Regions from separate parts of the Sus scrofa genome. Here all the other regions are linked to region 1. A link is a contact called in public Hi-C and HiChIP or PLAC-seq data. All regions are on one chromosome and are shown on one strand. The core of a region is the stretch at or near the end of the contact, and the rest is flanking DNA. Distances in the headings are between cores, read along the strand shown.

The links. A called contact is a pair of places that touch in the nucleus more often than the background predicts. HiChIP or PLAC-seq counts read pairs in DNA pulled down with a chosen protein or histone mark.
Region 2: a contact with region 1 is called in a Hi-C map of liver, with 4 times the contacts expected there. The contact joins the promoter of CCDC138 here to the promoter of LOC100511376 in region 1. A contact is called at or near these places in 1 of 5 promoter capture datasets (liver), 5 of 47 Hi-C or Micro-C datasets (alveolar macrophages, heart right ventricle and liver) and 1 of 2 datasets of contacts at active chromatin or transcription factors (alveolar macrophages).
Region 3: a contact with region 1 is called in an H3K27ac HiChIP or PLAC-seq map of alveolar macrophages. The contact joins the promoter of LOC100623441 here to the promoter of LOC100511376 in region 1. A contact is called at or near these places in 1 of 47 Hi-C or Micro-C datasets (liver) and 1 of 2 datasets of contacts at active chromatin or transcription factors (alveolar macrophages).

The regions. Positions count from the first base shown.
Region 1 is chr3:47,599,184-47,602,944 of Sscrofa11.1, reverse strand. It overlaps LOC100511376 (E3 SUMO-protein ligase RanBP2), which reads left to right and starts at 1,617. Exons shown (of 30, transcript XM_021087106.1): 1 at 1,617-1,796. The coding sequence starts at 1,725.
Region 2 is chr3:47,468,532-47,472,329 of Sscrofa11.1, reverse strand. CCDC138 (coiled-coil domain-containing protein 138) reads right to left here and starts at 1,656. Exons shown (of 16, transcript XM_013995876.2): 1 at 1,481-1,656; 2 at 948-1,014; 3 at 312-432. The coding sequence starts at 1,600.
Region 3 is chr3:47,775,090-47,778,933 of Sscrofa11.1, reverse strand. It overlaps LOC100623441 (sulfotransferase 1C4), which reads left to right and starts at 1,756. Exons shown (of 8, transcript XM_013995888.1): 1 at 1,756-2,422. The coding sequence starts at 2,254.

The sequences.
Region 1 (3,761 bases), core at 368-2,867:
ATCTTCAACTACAGCAGATTAAAAGTAGTCATTTTACTAGGTGTGCTTGGGAAAATTGCTTGACCATTCACGCCCTTTGTTTCTTTATAGGTCAATTTATGCACAATAATAAGAGTAACTTCACGAAATTGCTGGGAGAATCAAATGAAATTCACTTGCAAGTAAGCTTTGGCTATTATCACCAACACTGTCCACAAGGCTTATGACAGCCAAGTTGCCACAGAACCCAGTCCTACGACTTCACCTGCAGGCTGGGCATCTCCACTTGAATACACAAATGGAAACTCAGGTGAAATAAATCAACACCTAAAGTGAGATATTCCATCCAGGACCAGTTTTCTTTACACTGTACTTCCGTTAATTATGCCAATCCCAGTAGCAACCTCACAATTGATCCTGAACCCAGTTCCCTCTGCTTACAGCTCAACAGGCCAGTACATCGGGATACTGAGGCCAGGAATAATGACTTTAATTGGAAAGCCGGCAGACTAGTGTCTCAAAAAAACCATCTTGCCTTTCTCTGAATTCAGGTTCCTTTTGTACAGAGAAAGGGGAGGGGGAGAGGCCAGTGGTCACTCACCAATGGTCCCTTGCTTGGGGGAAAGGCCCACTGCAATGCTGACCTGAGGCTGAGCAGGACCACTAAAGTTCACCCACTAACAGTGGCTTGTTTACAGAATCATTCCTGCCTTAGTACTCTTATTCATATCCAAAATGACTGAAATGAAATAGGACGGGCTGATTTTCCCTCTTTACAGAGGCAGTAATTGGTCATTGCCAAGTTTGGAAAATGGGAGTTCCCATTGTGGCCCAGCAGTAACAAATCTGGCTAGTATCACAAATACCATGAGGGCTCCGGTTAGATCCCTGGCCCTGCTCTGTGGGTGTTGCCTGAGCTGTGGTGTAGGCTGGCAGCTGGAGCTCGGATTTGACCCCTGGCCTGGGAAGTTCCATACGCCGCAGGTGAGGCCCATAAAAAGCCAAAAAAAAAAAAAAAAAAAAAAAGAAGGAAGTTTGGAAAATGGAAAAATAAAAAAGGATAGATTCTAAGTGGCCAGGCGACTTTTAAGTGTTGGATAAAACCATAAAGTCTATAAGCAAAAAATAAAAATAAACCATAACTATAAATTCTAAACTCCCTGTATACACTGATGTGATCTGCTGAAATCTGAAACCTACTGAAAACACCTTATTTTTGCTTTGTAAGGCTACACCCAAGGAATACTGAAATTCCCAGGATAGGTGCTGAATCAGAGCTGTAGCTGCCCGCCTACACCATGGCCACAGCAACGCGGCATCCTTGTACCATTGAGCTAGGGCAGGGATCGAACCGGAGCCCTCATGAATATTGGTCGGGCTCTTTTCTATGGAAGCACAACAGGAGCTCCGGAAGACGCTTTCTAAACGCCTACGACTGGCGCCGAGGTGTGACTGTTAGGAACGTCCGTGGGTTGGACCAGTCCCCGTCGCCTCGTTGTCACTACGTCACCTTCGCATTCCCGCGCACCTCGCTAGCATAGTCACCACCGAACGCCGGCGCCCGAGGGCCTGCGCGGCGCACAGTGATGACGCAACACGCACGTACGCACGCATGCACGCACGCGTGTCTGCCCCTCGCCGGCTACGGAGCTGCGTCACGGACCTTCGGGCGCCGAGCTCCTGAGACGGCGGCAGCTGCGGCCTCGGCGCTGGCGTCCCTCGCGCGGACCCCGCTCGGCGGCGCGATGCGGCGTAGCAAGGCGGACGTGGAGCGGTACATCGCCTCAGTGCAGGGCTCCGCTCCGTCGCCCCGAGAGGTGAGCGGGATGGGCGCGCGGCCTCCGGGCGGGCCGCGGCGCCATGGCTCCCACTGAGGCGCGGCCGGCGCGCGGGGGGCGGGGAGGCGGCGGGCGGGCGTTGGCGCGGCGCTCCCTTCTGCTTTTCCTTCTCCTTCTCTTCCTCTTCGTCCTCTACGGCGCCCGGCCGGCCCCGCTGTGCCCACTGCCCGGGCTCCACGCCGAGGCGCTGCCGCTTCGGCGCGGCCGCCTCGCCATCCCTCACACTCTGCATTGGAAGCTGCTTTTGCCGACTTTCGTTTTCCCGCTGGGTCGCGGGGGTTCTGAGTTCCTTCCCGGGCCTTATTGCTGGGGTAGACGTAGATGTCTCTTAGGGTACTTCCCCTTGTTCCCACGTAGGGAGTTGGCCACATCGTGGATCCGACCGGACGTGGTGCCTAGAGGGGACGGGGACGGGGACGGCGAGTAGGGGGTGGGCGCAGGATCCCGAGTCACTTCCCTGGGGTGGAGTCATAGCTATGCTGGACACAGGCTGTGGGATTTGAAGCAAGTTCTGTTTATTTCGTTAATAGGGCGGAATCAGGCTACTGATAGGAGTTTTTAGTATGTCCCGTGTTAAACATTAACGGAAGTGTTTAGCGCATTAAGTGCTCGCAGTAGATATGGGTGTTAAAGTACAGTCATTTAAGGTGTTCCGGGTAGGGGAACTTCCATATGCTGCGGGCCTGGCTCTTAAAAATAAATAAATAAATACATAAAAATGGAAAAGAAAGGTGTTTTTTTTTTTTTTTTTTTAGTGCCATCTTGACAGTTGTGTATTGCTGTTGTCATAAACTTCCTCTGTCTTTCAAATTATGAATTCGTGGGAGGTCCCTGGTAGCCTAGTGGTTAAGGATCTGGTGTCACTGCTGTGGTTCAGGGTCAGTCTCTAGCCCAGGAACTCGCGCATGCCGCGAGGATCAACGCAGGATCCAAGCCACATCTGCAACCCACACCGCAGCTCACTATACCGCAGCTCATTTAAAAAAAAAAAGTATGAATTTGTGGGTTGGGGAAGAAAGGCTCTGTATATTCAATTCTGGTGTATTCCTCTTTTTGCTTTTTATTTATTTAGTCTTTTTAGGGCCGCATCTGCGGCATATGGAGGTTCCCAAGCTAGGGTCCAATCGGAGCTGTACCTGCCAGCCTAGCCAGAGCCACAGCAACGCCAAATCCCACCACGTCTGCGACCTACACCACAGCTCCCGGCAACTCCAGATCCTCAACCCATTGAGTAAGGCCAGGGATCAAACCCTCAACCTCATGGTTCTTTGCTTTTTAAAATCGTTTCTTGCTAACTACAGTTCTATCCTTCTTGACCTGTTTTTCTCGGGTGTTTAAGATTCCTGAATGAAGGTTAAGACTGTCTGTAGTTCGAGTACATACTATTAAGGCTGTACAGTAAATACTGTCATAATAACATTATGTGGAATTATTTCTTAGGTGTATGTCACTGTTTTGACATAAAATTAGAACATACATATATTTTTTGTTTTGTTTCATTTTTAGGGCCACACCTGTGGCACATGGAAGTTCCCAGGCTAGGGGTTGAATCAGAGCTGCAGCTGCTGGGCTACACCACAGCCAAGCAGGATCCAAGCCGCATCTTCGACCTACACCGCAGCTCACTACCCTGCAGCTCACAGCAATGACTGATCCTTAACCCACTGAGCAGGGCCAGAGTTCAAACCCACATCCTCATGGATACTAGTTGGATTTGTTATCACTGAGCCACATGGGAACTCCTAAAATTAAAGTATATTTTCATCAGCTTTATTGAGGAGTAATTTACATGCCATACAACTCATCATTCAAAATGTACAGTTTAGGAGTTCCCATCATGGTGCAGCGGAAACGAATCCGGCTAGGAACCACGAGGTTGCGGGTTTGATCCCTGGCCTCTCTCAGTGGGTTAAGGATCTGGTGTTGCTGGGAGCTGTGGTGTAG
Region 2 (3,798 bases), core at 407-2,906, 130 kb after region 1:
TTTTTCAAAAAAAAGAACAAAGGGAACAAGAACTTCATTTGGGTCCCAGATGAATAACTATAACTTTTTATCCATCACACCATGTGAGTAACTTCCCCTGACGTCAGCAAGCACAGCGCTGGGTCTGTGCTTTTACCAGGTTCTCAGGAACAACTACCCACTCTCTTCAACTACTCAGCAAGCTCCAGACGCTTATGCCGCCTCCCAGAGAAAAACAAGCATGTGGGCAGCACCCTGTCCCCTTCCTTTGGTTTCTGAGATGCTGGGTGGGGGGAGGGAGAGGGCACCAGGAAGGACTCGGGGTACTTTACCAATTCCCAGTCCTGAGCTTGAAGGAACTACAGAGCGGCGCTGAGCCGCGCCTCCTCTCATCCCAATCACAGCTTAACGATGAGCCAAGTTCATCTCCACAGGAGAAGACATCCACGTCGTCTGTGAACAGGAAAGAGCACAGTAGAGACCGCTAAGGTCAGGCAACAAGGATCTCTTTCTGGGCTCCCGAACCTAAGACGGCAACATCACTTCATCCGTCTGTCTCCCGCAAGCAGACTTCCAGAAAACAGGCATCGAGCCTCCAATTTACAAGATGCTGTCATCCACCAGCGCACCGGATTCTGGGTCCGACGCTGGGCAGCAAGCCGAGCAGGTGCCTTTAACCTGTTCTAATGGCTAGGCACCCGAGCACCAGAGACGCCACGGGAATCTTCTCAGTGCCACCAGCAGAAAGCACAAGGAAGGACTAAGTTCAGAATCCAGCCTGCTTTCCGCCTCCCCGCGATATCCCGCCAGGCCTCCAACGTCCAACCCTTCCTTTCTCCCTTCGTGAATCTGAGACAGTAAACGCTGTGTAATAAACTCTCTTCGATGCAGTGAAGGAAAGAGCCAGAGCCTCCCCGCGAAGGCGCTGAGCCCTGCGGCCTGAGCGCCTCCCAGCCGCGCAGACCTACCTGGGGTGCGGGGAGGCCGCCTCCGACGCTCAGGACGCTCCGCACCGTCCGATCGCCGCCACCCCGGCTGAAAGAGAGCGCCAGCGCGGTGACCGGGTGCAGGCCCTCCCCGCCGGGTCCCCACACACCGCCCCCGCACAGCCGTCCCCGTTCCCGCCCAGTTCCCGCTGGGCTGTCCCGGTTCCCGCCCGGTTCGCGCCCAGTCCCCGCACAGCCGTCCCCGCTCCCGCCTGGTGTTCCCGCCTCAGAGGACCGAAGCCGCGCAGTGCCCCGTCCCGACCGCCCGACGCGCGCGCGGGGTCCACGGTCAGAGGCACCAACGCGGATCCAGTCGGCCGGGCGCCCGCACCTTTCCGTGCCAAACTGGCTCGGACTTGCAGCTCTGGGCTGGGACCGAGGCGGTTCCCACCCGCACGCAAGTCACCGCCTGGAGCCCCTGCCACGCGTTCCCTCGGGGACGCCGACTGACCCTTGGGGGTGTGGTGCCCGCCAGGAGCCTCGACCTGCAAACGCGGCCACCCGGAGGTCCGCACCTGCTGGCAGGCAGGGCGGGGCCTCACCTCGGTGGGGCAGCCGCCCCCCAGGCCGTAGCGGCTTTTGAGGCGCTCCACCACCAGATCCTGCCCTGGGGGCTTCACCACCCTCAATTCCATGGCTGCGGCCGCCGTCGTCTCCCAGGCAACGGCGTGAGGCGAGGAGGGGCGGGGCGGGCGCCGCGGACGTGCGCCCTGTCGTACCGCACGCCCCGCCCCCGGCCTGGACGCCAAGGCACGCCGAGGCCGCTGACGTCTCCTTGGCAACGGCGCCGTGGCCGGCGCAGCGGATGTGCGTCATGGCGTGGCCACCGGCGTCTGTAGGGGCTCGGGGTTCCCGGGGGCGCAATGCTTGCGGACGGGCCATTACCCCTTTATTCCTTGCTTCGCTGGCAGCATCTAGGCTGTTGTGCGTTCTCTCGAATTATGTTATGAAAATAAACGCGAGACGACTACGTTCTTCCCCACAATTGCATATAAAATTTCATATAGGATAAAATGTTACCAATATTATGTTTATATATAAATTTTTTCAAAGAGACAATTTAAGCTTAAAGGCTGAACTTCTAATATAGAACTTCCATTTGAGGTGGGCAGTGTTCTGAAACAATGCAAAACAAGGCCAGCCCTACAAATCAAGTTTTAAACGTCAAACGTGAAATTACTAGTACAGCTTTCATTGCTTAATATTCACCTCTGGTAATGACACTATTGGTTCAAAGTGGATGTCTTCATTGTGAACCATCTCTTCGTCACTGCCATCTTCGTCTTCGCCACCTCTGCTGGTCGACTGTGCTCTGAACACAGGTGCTCCAGTATTTGCCCACTGGAAATTCTTATCTGACGGACAAAGTAGCATATTTAAACAGTCCGAGTCCGTTTCAGTAAGCTTTTGATCCCCCTATTAGATTACTTTATCCATGAATCTAACTGCCGACGATGTGACATGCTTCTAGTAACAACGTGTGAAAGTGTATTCTTCTGGCAGGTTAAACTCAGGTGGCGAGCACACGGCCCGGCACGGCCAGGAACGTCTGCCTGGACGGGCAGCACGGGGTCCTCTGAGCCTTAGGTCACCTTCACAATATTAAACACCACAAGGACTTTCAGTAATGAACTCAAAGTACACACAGTGAAACTGTGAACACCTGGTTCAGCCTCCAGGGGTAGATTATTTCGTAAAACAGTCTAATACATGAAAACAATAACTCTTGAACCTAGAAATGTTCTCAAAGAGGCCAAATCTGCTACTTTCAAATGAGCCAAAGTGGACTAGGCCCATGTGTATAACTTCTCCACTTCAACTTCTTCCTCAGGGAACTAGAGCTGGAGCTCAGACTGCCTGGCCAGGTGGTGCTGGCAGCCTTGGGAGAAGCTCACCGACTCCAGCCCTTGGGGAGAAAAGGCTCCCCATCATCGCCACATGAGGAATAAAGACTTTTACTCTCCCTCACACCCTGGAGAGGGTGAAAACCAAGCTTCCCCATCCCCATCTCAAGTGAAGGTGACCCAACCTGCTAATCCACTGCCCACGCTCTGAGAGGAAATACACCTCTCAGCTTTTCATCGATGGCTGAGCCACCACACTGCCTTAGAGAATCATGCAGCTAAAAACTCGAGAGAAGGCAAAACTGTCACTGAGCAGTTAAAAACTCAGCACCTTGAAGAAAGAACAAAATGACAGATTCAAACAGTAACTCCCAAGCCAGGTTTAATAGGAAAAAAAGAAACAAAAAAAGAAAAATAGAAAAAAATTCTTAAGAAGGTATGGCAAAAGATGCTCTGAAAACAGAAAAGCACAGGAGTTCCTGTCTTGGCACAGTGGAAATGAATCCGTCTAGTAACCATGTGGTTGTGGGTTCTTTCCCTGGCCTCGTTCAGTGGGTTAAGGATCTGGTGTTGCTGTGAGCTGTAGTGTAGGTCGAAGACGCAGCTAGGATCTGATGTTGCTGTGGTGGTGGCCGGTGGCTATAACTCCAATTTGACCCCTAGCCTGGGAAACTCCATATGCCATGGGCGCAGCCCTAAAAAGCAACAACGGCAACAATGGCAACAACAAAAGTGAGAGAAAAGCACAATCTCAGGTTATGCAGGCGTTTCCTGAGAACAGCAGCCACAGATCTAGATGAGCCACAGGATGGGGCTTAAAAATAACTGGGTTCAGGAACTCCCAAGCAGAAAAATATTTTAATTTTTAAAAATTGGAGTTCCCATCATGGCGCAGTGGTTAAGGAATCCGACTAGGAGCCATGAGGATGCGGGTTCGATCCCTGGCCTTGCTAGTGGGTTAAGGATCTGCCGTTCTCGTGAGCTGTGGT
Region 3 (3,844 bases), core at 507-3,006, 180 kb before region 1:
GGGAGAGCTGTCCCAAAGTCACCAGCTGGTGTCTGATCAATTCAGTTCAATTCTGACATGACAGGGTTGGCACAGACCCCACAGGTCAAGAACAGAGCCTTTCAAAAGACTCCCCCCTTCAGATGCAGCCACAAGTCCTGGGGATGATTTGTGCTTCTGACCAACAGCTCTAAGTGTGTGTGTGACCCTGAGGGTCAATAGTGACGCCCAGAACTCACTGAAAACACCACACCTACAATTACAGTTTCATCATAAGAATATAGATCAGGGCAGCCAAATGGAAGAGGTGAGGGGGACAAGGTCTTGGAGGAGAGGGGACAAGGCTTCTGTGCCCTGTCCCCATAGATCCTGCGCAGAGCAGCTTCTGGGCACATCACCATGTTCACCAGCCAAGAAGAGGCCCTGAGCCTTGGTGCCAAGGGGGTTCCTTAGCACTGACTACACGGCTGAGCCCAGTCCCCAACCCTCCCCTCTCTGGAGGCAGGGGTGGGACTGAAAGGGCCTCTGACCCTGTGAGGATGAAAGGACCAGCCCCCTGATCCTGAGCTGGTGAAAGGACCAACCTCCTGACCCTGTGAGGATGAAAGGACCAGCCCCCAACTGTGACCTGGATAAAAGGGTCATATGCTTTATCTTGCTGGAATTGCAGCCCCTCCTTGGAAACTAAGGGCCCAGCAGGTGTCACCTCGTTAGGGTAAACTCAGGTGTGGGCTAAAGGGACTCACTATGAACAGCCAAAGACCCCCCAATTTCTCAGGAACTTCAAGGGTTTTTAAAACTCAGCTTAGGAAAAAAAAAAAAAAAGGAGTTCCCATCGTGGTGCAGTGGTTAACGAATCCAACTAGGAACCATGAGGTTGCGGGTTCGGTCCCTGCCCTTGCTCAGTGGGTTAATGATCCAGTGTTGCCGTGAGCTAGGTTGCAGACGCGGCTCGGATCCCTCATTGCTGTGGCTCTGGCGTAGGCCAGTGGCTACAGCTCCGATTCGACCCCTAGCCTAGGAACCTCCATATGCCGTGGGAGTGGCCCAAAGAAATAGCAAAAAGACAAAAAAAAAAAAACACAAAAAACAAAAAACCTCAGCTTCGGGAACCAGAGACAAAGCCCAGCAACATTCTTGATTATATCAGACGGAGAAACAGGAACTGGGTGGGTCAGTCTTGTTTCCAAGGCAGTCAGCAGAGAAGGGTTGTGACTGAAACAAGAGAGAAAAAAAACTCCAAGAGCCAGGAATGGTTCCGAGGGAAGGAGCAAGCAGGATAAATAAATCCCAGGGCTTTAAAAAAAAATTTTTTTTTTAATTTTTAGGGACACTCCTGAGGCATATGGATATTCTCAGGCTAGGGGTGCGTTCAGAGCTGAAGCTGCCGACCACAGCCACAGCCACAGCCACTCCAGATCTGAGCCACATCTAAGACCTACACCACAGCCCAGGGCAACACCAGATCCTTAACCCACTGAGCAAGGTCAGGGATCGGACCCACATCCTCATGGACACAAGTCGTGTTCCTAACCCACTGAGCCATAGCAAGAACTCTCACCAAGGCTTTCAGCAAAACAAGGGGCTTCCAGGGGACTCTGGCGTGAGGCTGGGAGGTGAGGTCCAAAAAGGACAAGCTTTTGCATCCACTTCGCTTCAAACGTGACCCACGTTTCATTAGCTGGAAGACTCCACTTGATATTTATGAGGAAGAGCCCACAACAGGAAGGGAAACTTCCCTAATAGAGCCTTGTTTATTTCACTCTTAACAATAACAACGCTGACCTTTGTGCCGGGAGTTTCTATCTAGGCCCCTCATTGCCAGCAGCCACAGCAATCTCCCTGCAGCCTGTCAGGGAAATCATTCTGCAATGACGTGACCTGCAATTCCACAGGCAGGCTCCCTGCAATTTCTCAATTAGCTTAAAATCCTCAGAAGAAACAATTAACGGAGAGCTGTGGATTGTTTTGTGCACACAGAGGTGAACCACAAATGAGGTGGCACAGAAGAGCAGGGCTGACTGTGCACGGGCCGCTAGATGGCAGCCAGGAGCAGCTGCATCATAGCCCACCGGGAACAGGCTAGGAAAGCACTGTGTGCAAAGCCCCGAGGAGAGTTGCTGGCTCCCTAGAACGGCCGCTCTGCCCTCTACGGCCGGTCCAAGGCAGGGCCAGTGCTCTGAGTTCTGCCCTGTCTCCAGGCCAGCAACAACACAGCTTTGTGCCACCTGAGAGCAATACTTTACCGGGGCAGACATCTAGGATCTGACCCTGATGGCCTTGAGCAAGATGGAGGGTCTGGAACACGACGAAGGTGAGCGCTTGGCTGTGGACTACGTGGAGGGGATTCTGCAGCCCACGCCCACCTGTGACACCTGGGTGCAGATCTGGAACTTCCAAGCCCGGCCTGACGATCTGCTTATCGCTACCTATCCGAAAGCAGGTAGGCACGGGAATGGGGGTGACCAAGAGGACAGTTAGGAAGGCTGTGGGGGGAAGATGCATCAATAACAAAAAAAAAAAAAAAAAAAAAAGGAACTGACCTGGGTCCGAGTGGAAAGCAGTTTACTGGGCAGAGTGACAGAGCCAAGACAAATCACGAATGGAAACTGAAACCACACTAAAAATATTAAAACGACCTATCCCTCTTAAGAATTTAATTCTTCCTCTGATGCATGTGGGTTTTTTTGTTTGGTTGGTTGGTTTTTAGTTGTTGTTTTTTAAGTTCCCTTGAAGGCAGTGAGTCAAACAGCTGAAAATAAACTGGCCAGATTGTTGATTTACTTGTTCCCAGCGAAGGGCCCTTATAGCAGATCTTGTAAAGAGCTGCTGTGTGTGAGCTGGACAGGCGGGGGGGAGCTGATGTGGGGAGAGGGTGGGCGGCTTGGGATCTGCATTGCTCAGCTCCCAGGCTTCCCAGCTCGGGGTCCCAGAACATATGGAGATTCCCAGGCTAGGGGTCGAATAGGAGCTACAGCTGCTGGCCTATGCCAGAGCCACACGGGATCCGAGCCGTGTCTGCAACCTACACCACAGCTCACGGCAATGCCAGATCCTTGACCCACTGATTGAGGCCAGGGATCAAACCCACATCCTCATGGATACTAGTTCGTCGCATTTCTACTGCGTCACAACGGAAACTCCCCAGAACTACTCTTAATTTCCACCCTCCCTGGTGGTATGTTGTGAACCTGCTTTCTTATTCCAATAATCAGCTTAATGAAGTTAGTGCAGAAACAAGACAAACTGAGCCCAGCCACAGCGTCGTAAACACTGGGGCCTGAGCTGGGAGAGGTGGTTCTGCAGCTATTTGCATGTACCTACATACAGAGAAAAAATGCGGTATTCAACTCACCCCCCACCCCCTGCCCCTGCTCCAGTGCATACACTTCAATAAAGACTCTGCACACAGAGGGGCTCTCCACTCACCCTTCCATCTGTTTCATGTCAGCCCTGATCTTCTTTCTTTCTTTTTTTTTTTCTTTTTTAGGGCCACACCCACGACATATGGAAGTTCCCAGGCTAGGGGTCCAGTCGGAGCTGCAACTACTGGCCTACATCATAGCCACAGAAACATGGGATCCAAGCCTTGTCTGCAACCTGCACCACAGCTCATGGCAACGCCGCATCCTTAACCCACTGAGCAAGGCCAGGGATCAAACCAGCATCCTCATGGACGCTAGTCTCGTTCGTTACCACTGGAACTCCCAGCCCTGATTTTCTGATCTTATCATGACCCTGTTCAGGATTAAACTTTTCTAATATGAATTTCTGCAAGTAACCACTGATGGGGAGCATATCTCACTACCTTAATTTCACCCACAACTCTACTTCATTATCATCACTGCAGGACAGTGTTTAAGTA